Linked DNA regions of Zea mays: region 2 is linked to region 1. The links are chromatin contacts, called in public Hi-C maps. All regions are on one chromosome and are shown on one strand. Each heading gives the region's core, a stretch centred on a gene start, on an enhancer-like site or on the middle of the called end of the contact. The rest is flanking DNA. Distances are from core to core; before and after follow the strand shown.

Region 1 (5,023 bases), core at 1,616-4,115:
AATTATATCATATATTCAGGATATAGATTAGATAATTAGAATTTATTAAATTAGTTTTTTTACATTAATTTACAGTTTTGATTAAGTTAAATAAGAAGAACAAATGAAAAAGTCTTTTAGGTATGAGTTTAAAAATAAAGAAAGTTATGTATGATTTATAAGTTTGTTACGGGTAGAGTCCAAGAGACTAGAGCAAATGAACTCGGCTATATATTAATATATATTATTAAGTTGGACCCACTGTAAAACGAGAGCGACAGCATCGACATTCGACAGACTGGACTCGGCCACTCGGGTGGCTTCTGGAGTGTTCGGCTGCCGCAGGATCTTCGTGAACCTTCTGAATTCTTCCCCAAGCCGTGCCCCGCCGCGCCGCTGTATAAAGCTCGGGCCACTTCCTACGGTATTCTCACCGCAAGGATCCACCACAACAGCGAAGGAGAAAGCAGACCAACCTAGCCACCCAGGGAGAAAGAGGCCAAAAGGGAGGGGAGAGTGTCGTCATGGCTTCCATTGTCGCTTCCAGGAGGGCCGTTCCTCTAGTTCGCGCTCTGGAGAAGCTCATCGCAGCGTCCTCCGCTCCCGGGACTGGCTCCGCCCTCAGGCCGGTGGCAGTCGCCGGCGGCCTCCGCGGCTACAACACCGGCGCTCCGCTCCGACGCTACGAGGGGGCCGAGTCGGAAGACGATAGCGTCCGCGAGTACGATGGGCGGCACGGCGGCCGGGACTACGCTGTGCCCAGCCTGTTCTCAGGTAGTCGTCATCTTCGCTTCATGCCAGACCCATTTGCTTTGCTCTCTCAACTCTCAAATGAGATGGTGGTGAGACTACATCGCTTCGAAATGGCTGTGCTGAGTGCTGACTTCGTCTTGTTGGTCCCTGTCCAGATATTTTCCGTGATCCGCTTAGTGCGCCGCACAGCATTGGCCGCCTGCTGAACCTTGTGGACGACTTGGCGGTGGCGGCGCCAGGTCGTGCGGTGCGCCGTGGCTGGAACGCGAAGGAGGACGAGGAGGCGCTGCACCTGAGGGTGGACATGCCAGGCCTGGGGAAGGAGCACGTCAAGGTGTGGGCGGAGCAGAACAGCCTGGTGATCAAGGGCGAGGGCGAGAAGGAGGATAGCGAGGACGAGGCCGCCCCGCCTCCGAGATACAGCGGTCGCATCGAGCTCGCGCCAGAGGTTTACAGGATGGACAAGATCAAGGCGGAGATGAAGAACGGCGTGCTCAAGGTGGTCGTGCCGAAGGTGAAGGAGCAGCAGCGCAAGGACGTGTTCCAAGTCAACGTCGAGTAGATGTTTCCAAATAGAAGCAAGTGCCGGTACGGGATGGAGGATTGGAGGGGCACTGCCAAACTAGGATTCCTCTCTCTCAATCTGATCTGGATTCTGGAATCAGATTTCTCTTCTTTCATTTTTCTCGTCTATCTTCTATCAGTATGAAATAAGCAACGTCGCTTCAGTTTTCGTGTCAAGGCCGGTGGAGTCGCCTATGTTTATTTTATTTTCTTTGTATTTCCTACCTGGACACACGTTCTCTATGCCGTGTTTGGTTTCCGCAGATTTTTAAAATATGCATGTTCAAACCCAACTCTCACTTATTCTTCAGATTTTGTTTCTGCTAGCGCTCCAAGGCATAGAATAAACTCACTTTGGATCCGATCCATAATATATTTAGGGACTCAAAAAGGACGTGTAAACTAACCCTAAAACATATATTAATAACGAATACATCCCAAAACACATATTAGTAACGAATAGTGGTTAAACATATTAATAACGAATACATCCCAAAACACATATTTAGTAACGAATAGTGGTTTTTTTACTTTCCCGTTCTTCCCAAAAATTTGCGTCTGGCATCTTTCTCAATCCATTCGTTCTTCCCAAAATTTTGCCTCTTGCATCTTTCCCAATCCATTCCTTCACGTATTGGTTTTAGAGAAACCGTTGAGTACATAATTCATTCTTAAAACCTTTTAACCTACTCTTAATAATATTTTTTGGTAAAATTTTTAACCTACTTTTAGAGTTGCTATTAAAATCAGCTCCTCAAAATCTACCCTAAACCAAACACGCCCTATGCAAAACTGAGGAAGGCGCAGCCGTCGGACACGTTCGGATGTTCCCATTATTCGACTTCCTCTGCAAAAGATCCATGACGTATTATCCAGACAACAGAGATGCGTTAATCGCCCTCTTCATGTGACCTTGATCCTAAATCGATCGCTGGGAAAAATTAACTATTTGCCACAATTTAGAGGTGAGTGGCAAAGAACTGAGTGAACCAACTGAACCTATTTTTTAGAACCCAAGCTTGGTGAGCATTAACAATATATCACTGTGTTCAACTGTGTCAAAATCTTTTTTTATCTTCAAAAATCTAGCTTAAGACTCATCACTCCCTCTTGGAATGTTTACACTGATGCAAGTATTCATAGCCCAAGCAAGACAATCTTGGATAGTACGATTTTTAATGAAACCATACTGTTTTTTATGAACTGTCAGCTATGAGTTCTGTGATTAACTTGATAGCTATGCTAAGATGAGAAATTGACCTGAAGTCAGAAACCTTAACCGGGTTATTCACCTTAGGAATTAATGCAATGAATGAAATATATTTATAAAGTTTGGATTGAAATATATTTATAAAGTTTTTAAAACTAAATAAGTTAGAAGTTTTTTTTGAGATATCCGACCTTGTGTTTGAGGGTCGTCGTAAACCGCTTCTTGGTGCGCTTCGTGGTGGACGGCGGAGATGCAACCTTGGCGTGCGTGCCAGTACGCTTTCCGAACTCCACCGAACGATCCTGTTTGGTCCATCGTCACCTTCCTCTTCCTTCTTCGGTTCTTCGCCAGCCGTGCGCGCTTCTCCACTGCCCTGGAGACAAAGGAGCACCCCGCGATCTCCCGGCGGGACCCGGCCCCACCTCCCCGCCCGCGTGCCTCTGAAACGGAGAAGCTGCCGGTTCCCAGCCGGCCAGGCTACTCCGACTCTTCCTTTCCCTCCAGCCGGCGAGGCGTCCAAGCGGATTAGCGGAGAGCGTCGGGGCGGCGACATGTGGGTGTTCTACCTGATATCGCTGCCTCTGACGCTGGGCATGGTCGTCGTCACGCTCCGCTACTTCGCCGGCCCTGCCGTGCCGCGCTACGTTGTCGCCACCGTAGGATACGCATGGTTCTGCTCCCTCTCCATCATCATCCTCGTCCCCGCCGACATCTGGCAGGTCAGATCCCTTGCCGCGTCCCTCTCCCACCTTTTCATCCACCGTCCCCTGTTCCGGCCATCGTCGGCCCCAGGCTCCGCCGGCTTGGCTGTCGGTGTTGTTAGATCCACCGGGTGTGGCTCGTGTCGTGTTCTAGTTGCGTTGCAATCTTGGGGTGTATGTAGGAATTGAATCACAAACTTCGTGTTACTGCTGGAGCACGCTTATGAATTGACGCGTCTTGCTACGGATGAGGTATGCGAAGCTGCTGACAAATGCAGTGGAAGCCTTGTACGAGGGACGAGGCAAATTGATTGTTACTGTTAGTATGTTACCCTGGGATTAGGAGTAGTGCATATAGGGCCTGTTTGGATAGGCTCCTACGGCGCCGCAGCACGCCTAAGGTGCGGCGGCCGATTTGGGCGCCACACCCGCGGCGGCCGGAGTGTGGCGCGGTGTGGCGCCCGAGGCAGCCTACCAAACAGGCTCATAATGTGCATGACTGCAATTTACTTTTAGACAACTCTGTTTCTACACTATTTGAGCCTCAATAACTGAGTAACTGATTTTGGTTCAACCCTCTATAGTCCTGATGCCACCTTCGAATCTTCATTTCTCTTTTATAGTTATGGAGTTAATTCAGTATTCTGTCAAATTCATGAATGGGATTTCATCATTTTTAGGTTTCACACTCTTGAGTAGTTACATTAGCCACAGAAACCAGGTGCAGTATAATCTTTGGCTAATGAAAAACCCTAGCAGCTAACTTGGCCTACCTTAATGTTTCTGTATTTAGTAGTACAGATTTGAGCATAGATCAAATTTTTATGTTCTTTTTAATCTTTCAAAGCCACCCCCTTCCCTTTACAAAAATATACGTATATCCATTAAATAATATTGATAAATTTATTAGTTGTAATGAAATGACAAATTTATCTACCGGGCTTGAAAATTCTCTTTTTGTACTCCTTTGGTTCAAACCCTTCTATCATTCTATCGCAGACATTAACTGCCAGTGCGAAGGGGGGCATTGGATTCTTTTGGAGCTGGTCCTATTGGAGCACATTTATCCTAACATGGTATGCTATGAACATGTATTGCATAAGTTCCGCCCGATGGTTGAATTTCCCTGTTCTTAGTGTCATAAAAAACAAAGAAAAAACATATATTTGATGACTTGATACATCCATTTCCAGTTATAACCACGATTTTAGTACTATTTCTCAAAATGTGCAATCTCTTCATTCTATGCTGCTCCATCATTTGGGCATCAATGCAACTCTTTTGGTTTTATCCAAACTAGGTCGGTACTTGGGAAAACACTGGCTATGCATTATATGGCCTGTAGAAAGAAAAAAAATCCTGGAAATTTTATCTTCCTGTTCATATAATACAATCTATATTAACTGCTTGATTTTGAGGCTTTGAGTGTATCCAATCTTATGCTGAATGTATTATTGTAGCATACTCATTTCCTAGTAGGACAGCTCTGTTTGAACTTAGTTCTCTTGTATAATCATAGTTATGGTTCGCTTACATCTTCCGTCACAATTTTTCTTGGATGCACTAGTGTTTCTTCTGAACATTTGCATTGTCGCTGATATTTCTAAACAAGGCTTGTTTTTATGTCTTCAAACAGGGCTGTAGTTCCTACTATCCAGGGCTATGAAGACGCAGGAGATTTCACTGTTAAAGAAAGGCTGAAAACTAGCATTCATATGAACCTGCTTTTTTATTCAATTGTGGGAGCCATTGGCCTTATTGGTGTCATATTACTCTTAATCATGCATAGAGCTTGGTATGTTCAATCTTTTACTTG
Region 2 (5,023 bases), core at 834-3,333, 370 kb before region 1:
ATCCACATTTCATACTTCGTGCTTCAGAAACGTAGAATGACAAGTAATATATTATATAGAAGTTGAAAAGCAACATAATAAACTCACAATAAAGAGAGATTATAAATTCTTACATTTCCAACATACACAGACCGGGCATCCACCTGCTCCTTCGCCTCAGCTGTAGATATACTAGGGTCACCTCCTGCAAAACAGAAGAGCAATTCTGTCAGGAAACCTTGCATCTTGAACTAAACAAGCAAGATAAAATTAATGTAAACCCTTAACCAAACCAAGTAATGTTAGACCAGCATATCCACCAGAAGACACAAATGCAGTAAGGCATAAACAAAATCTTGCTCATCGTATTTGAATTCTACCTTTGGATAAACACTATGTTGAAACATGGAGTGTGGATCTACATGCACACAGAAGAGGTACTAGTACCTCTGGTCACAAATAATTGGCCGAACTTTTGAAACTTTGACCATTATTATTTATAAAATTTAGTCCAAAAGCATGAATATTATAAATGTGGGTTAGTCTTAGAAACTTTTGGCATGTTTGTTGTGCGTTTAAGCTGCTTTTCAGGCTGCTGCTGCTGCTGGCTGTTTGCTGAGGTGTCAGCTGCTGATTGGATGCTGCATATGCTACACTGTTGGATGGCTGTACAGCTGCAGCTGAAACTGCAGCCAATTGCTGGAAAGGCCCTTTACTAGTCTTATATAAGGCATAAACTAATGGTCAAAGGTACACATTGGAGACTATGTCATGTCCAAAAAATGACACGTATTTTTTATAGTAGCAAGTGCCAATTTCGATGAACATAAATATAGATCACCAGAACGAAATCCCAACATACGCAAGATGCTCCATGCGCTTACACTTCACAGAAGAACTTTTAATTTGAAAAGTACCAAACAGTACTCAGGGCATAATAAAATTAACCCACCGGACAAAGTATGCAACTACTCAGAAGATATTAGCATTTTTGGTAAAAGAATTATTTCCATTGCATGTATATGAACCCATGGTTAGTGTATTTGTCTGGATCATGCAGTAAAGCAAAAGCAGAGGGATTGTCGACTTGCCATACTGGGGATCAGTCAATAAGATACGAATGATACAATGACAAGGGCAAGGGATTTCCAATAGACAGAAACACCAAAAATAAGATAGAAAATATAGGAGGGCAAGAGACGAGTATGACAACAACAACAACAACGGGTTGGCATATGTGGAAGTCTGGTAGATATCAATTTTATCATGAAAGATTCTTAGCGTGTTCCTGGTCTTGTGCATAAGGAAATAGCCTCAGTGACAGAATATGTAAGGACATCTGAAGTACATGTCAAAATTCAATTTGAACTGCTCTGTGATCAGATATCAAAAATCTAAGATACATGTAGAGCATGTAACTAAATTAAATCTATAATTCAAGGTGTGTACAAAAAATATGTATGGCATGATCATACACTCCTACTACAAGTACACACACACTGAACAGGTTAAAAAAGGAAGTGAACAGAAGTAGGATTTGTCACAATCTCACAATTTTACCAAGCCAACCAAATAACAAATTCGGCCATAGTTACAGACACTGATCTTAACTCGCTCGAACGGTCTTAAAGATTCTTGTATGCAAAGATCATCAAAGGCTTATAGCATATCGAACCGCTCTAGTGAAACCTCAACACACTGCAAGAAAACACCAAGCATCGAAAAGGCAAGGTGGGCGAGTACGTAGGAAGACAACCTTGCATCTCCTTGGCGACCTTGGCCTGCATATCGCGGAGGGCGGCGGCCTCCTCCTCCATCTCCTTCAGCTTGCGCTTCATCTCGTCAAGCTCCTGAAGCTGTACGCACCCCGAGGGGGGTCAACAATCCGCAAGGACCCATTGCTAGGGTATAGCGTGAAACACACGAATACAGAGGTGGTACCTTCGCCGCGTCGTCCCCGGCGGCGGCCATATCAACGTCAGCGCCGTCCATATCGCCGTCCTCAGGGATCTCCTGGCCGTAAACCTCGTGCTCCTCGTCGTCCATGGCGGCCTTCCCGATGACCTGATCTGACCCGATTAGTTGAGGCAGGTGTGGGTTTGGTGAGGAAAGGGTCCGCCGCGGCCCGCCTAGGGGTCGGACGGAAAGAAGTCGTGGGCCTACAATGGGCCTGGCATCTTCAAAATACTAGTTAAATGATTCGTCAAGCTAAATTTTAGCTATTTAACAGCAAAATAACTCTTTAATAATTAGTTATATGACTCATCAAGCTATTTGACTCTCTATATTGACTTTCTCACTAGCCAAATTTGACTAACCATTTTACTAGCAAAATTAGAGCATCTCCAAAAGACTCTTTATTTTTGACTCTCTATTTGACTCTTTATTTGTCACTCTATAAAGATTAAACTCTAAATATAACATCTTATTCCAACAGACTCTCCAACATGCAAGTTAGCTTGGCTAGCGAGATTTGCTAGCCAAATTTGGCTAGTGAGGGAGTCAATCTAAAGAATCGGATAGCTTGTCAACTTAAATGGCTAGCCTGTTGGAGAGCTATTTTGCTATTAATTAGCTAAAATTTAGCTTGACAAGCTATTTAGCTAGTCTCTTGGAGATGCTCTTAGATAGATAGTCTGTTAGAATGATATGCTACATAGAGTGTAATATTTATAAAAATGTAAATAGAGAGTCAAATAAAGAACCAAAGATAAATACTCTCTTGGACATGCTCTTGTCTAATGGAGAGAAGTCGTGTGTCTTCAATGGCCAGTAATTTGGTGGGCCTTATATGATTTCGATCTTCATATATACCATCTTAGATTAGATAAAAGTTCATTTATCTTGTCGTCGTCTATCTCTTGTAGATAGGGTGGTAATGGATCGTGGTCTAAATATTTCTTCACAAAATGGTAGGGTCCTAAATAATTTGTAGTTCAGAAATGAATAGAAATAGGACCCGGTCCTAAACTGATCTGATCCTTCAAATCTTATAGTGTAAAATTTAGAGCTCATTGTCACCCCTACTTGTAGAAGACGCTACAAGTAGTGGTTTTTAATGCTACTAGTAGATCACTCTTTGGTACTTCATCGGTAAATAAGATCTACAATTTCTTAGTGGCCACCGTGGCATCCTTGAGGTCATATGCCCTATAGGTTAAGTTTTGCGTTGGCCAGGACAAGGTCATATAGGCCATGGTTCTCCCTAAGACATCTTTAGACACCACGACTATAAGACTATCTCCAGCAGTTTACTCATCCTTATATTCATATTCAAACTTCACTCTACGAACAGTGCAGAACAGTGCAAAACAATGTTTTTGGTAAACTATGCGTAGACTGCTGCAGGCGGCATAAAAGGCTAGAACCACATGTGCCTCTTATCAAACCAATCATGCAGCCTTGAAGTTGAGATAAAGCTCTCGTCCTTTATATTTATTATCAATGATGAAGTTGTGGTCAAAATATGTCACTATAGATGTTCAGGAGGTTGCATGCATCCCTGCGAGTAATGCGAGTAATATGTAGTGTGTAGATACAACGACTACTAACTACACTAGACTCGAGGGCGTGGGTGTCATTATAGCCACACCTAAGGCTGCAAGCGTACCCACGAAACTCCGCCTCGAGGTAGACGGCGCGCGTACCCATGAAGATTATTGTCGCGGAAGAGGCTCTCGACATTGCTCCATAGCGAGAATGCAGAGCACTTGGATTTGTGGATATTGTTGAACACTGACTTGTAGACGATGGCAAAGATTCAGCTGACGATGCAGTGATCGACCATATGCAACTCATTGTCACGTTCATCCAGCGACGACGACGATCGACCATGTTGTGTGAGGTCAAACTTGCCTAACACCTCATCGAAGAAGCGGCGCTAGTGCTAGTAGTTCACCTCGTTGACATCGATGGTGATACGAACATGCACACGAATGTTGACAGTTTAGAGAATGGAGGCGGAGGTGGACCCCTCAACTCGAAGGTTTTGGATTTAGAGGAAGATGAGTGGTCGTCCATGGTGTGAACGGGGAGATGGCAAGAGCATATAGGATTGGGAGCATCAAATCACGAGTTTGAGAAGGAGCGAGAGCGGTGCATCGCGAGATTTTGAAAAAACCGTGGACTAGCATCATGTGAGAGTGATTGGATCAACAACACTTCTGTATTGATATCAAGTGCAATATTTACACATGTACAATCAATGACTAATGCAGCGAGCGGGCGAGCGAACGGTGCATAAGGATAAAGACATATACTTGTTCTGATATCATTTTGTCGGCGTTTGGACCATGGGTCCTTAACCAACTAGTAAATAGTGTCACATGGCTGGACTCTAGATCATGTGCGAGAAGACACAAGCAATTATCCTGGTTTGGGCAACACAAGGCCCTACTTCCAGAAGAGGGGGATGAGGCTTATATTACTCGCACCAATGTGCCTGTAGTAGGGGTTACAAGCACTGCGGGAGAGGGGATGTCCCCAAGTCCCTAGAGATGATTGAGGCAAGTGTCAATATCTAAGACCGAGTAGGCCGTGTGGAGAGCTGAGTGTTCGGTGGTCGAATCATCTTTTGTCTCCTGTCCCTTTGGAGGGACCCTACTGTCCTACTTATACTCGTAGGGGAGTGTCCATAGTGAAGCCGGGTGTTGTATCTGGAGGAGAGATGTCCTGGCATCTGCAAGCCGACATGACAGCGAACTGTGTTATTGACATGTGCCTGTTGATTCCCCGCAGAAAGCCGAGGCAGAGACTGATGGGTTGTTCGTGCGCCCGAGCCCCTGAGGGAGACGCTGCCCATGTCGTAGTTGTTGTAACAGCGCCAGATATGGGCTAAAGGCTGCTTACGGGGTGCGTCAGCATCCTGGCGTGGAATGACGTCGAGATTCCCTGCAGCGTTTATCGAGATCAGAGCCCCTGCTTCGTCAAGGCAGAAGTCTTCCTGAGGCGTTAGCCGAACCATCCCTTGACGTGTGCCATAGTTGGGCGGAGTGGCCGTGTGCGGGATTCGTGGTGTAGTAGGTGGCCGAGGCTGAGCTCAGGT

Evidence for each region. Hi-C and Micro-C count contacts between places; a contact is called where the count stands out from the background.
Region 2: a Hi-C map of ear shows a contact between it and region 1, with 2.6 times the contacts expected there. The contact joins the promoter of LOC100282115 here to the promoter of LOC100285043 in region 1. A contact is called at or near these places in 4 of 25 Hi-C or Micro-C datasets (ear, endosperm, leaf mesophyll and 1 more).

The regions. Positions count from the first base shown.
Region 1 is chr4:184,764,687-184,769,709 of Zm-B73-REFERENCE-NAM-5.0, reverse strand. It overlaps LOC100285043 (LMBR1-like conserved region family protein), which reads left to right and starts at 2,865. Exons shown (of 13, transcript NM_001318030.1): 1 at 2,865-3,225; 2 at 4,207-4,283; 3 at 4,844-5,002. The coding sequence starts at 3,058. It overlaps LOC542602 (low molecular weight heat shock protein precursor), which reads left to right and starts at 426. Exons shown (of 2, transcript NM_001112137.1): 1 at 426-753; 2 at 888-1,587. The coding sequence starts at 504. The coding sequence ends at 1,294.
Region 2 is chr4:185,135,559-185,140,581 of Zm-B73-REFERENCE-NAM-5.0, reverse strand. It overlaps LOC100282115 (polyadenylate-binding protein 2), which reads right to left and starts at 2,083. Exons shown (of 6, transcript NM_001155028.1): 1 at 1,921-2,083; 2 at 1,736-1,835; 3 at 114-184. The coding sequence starts at 2,025.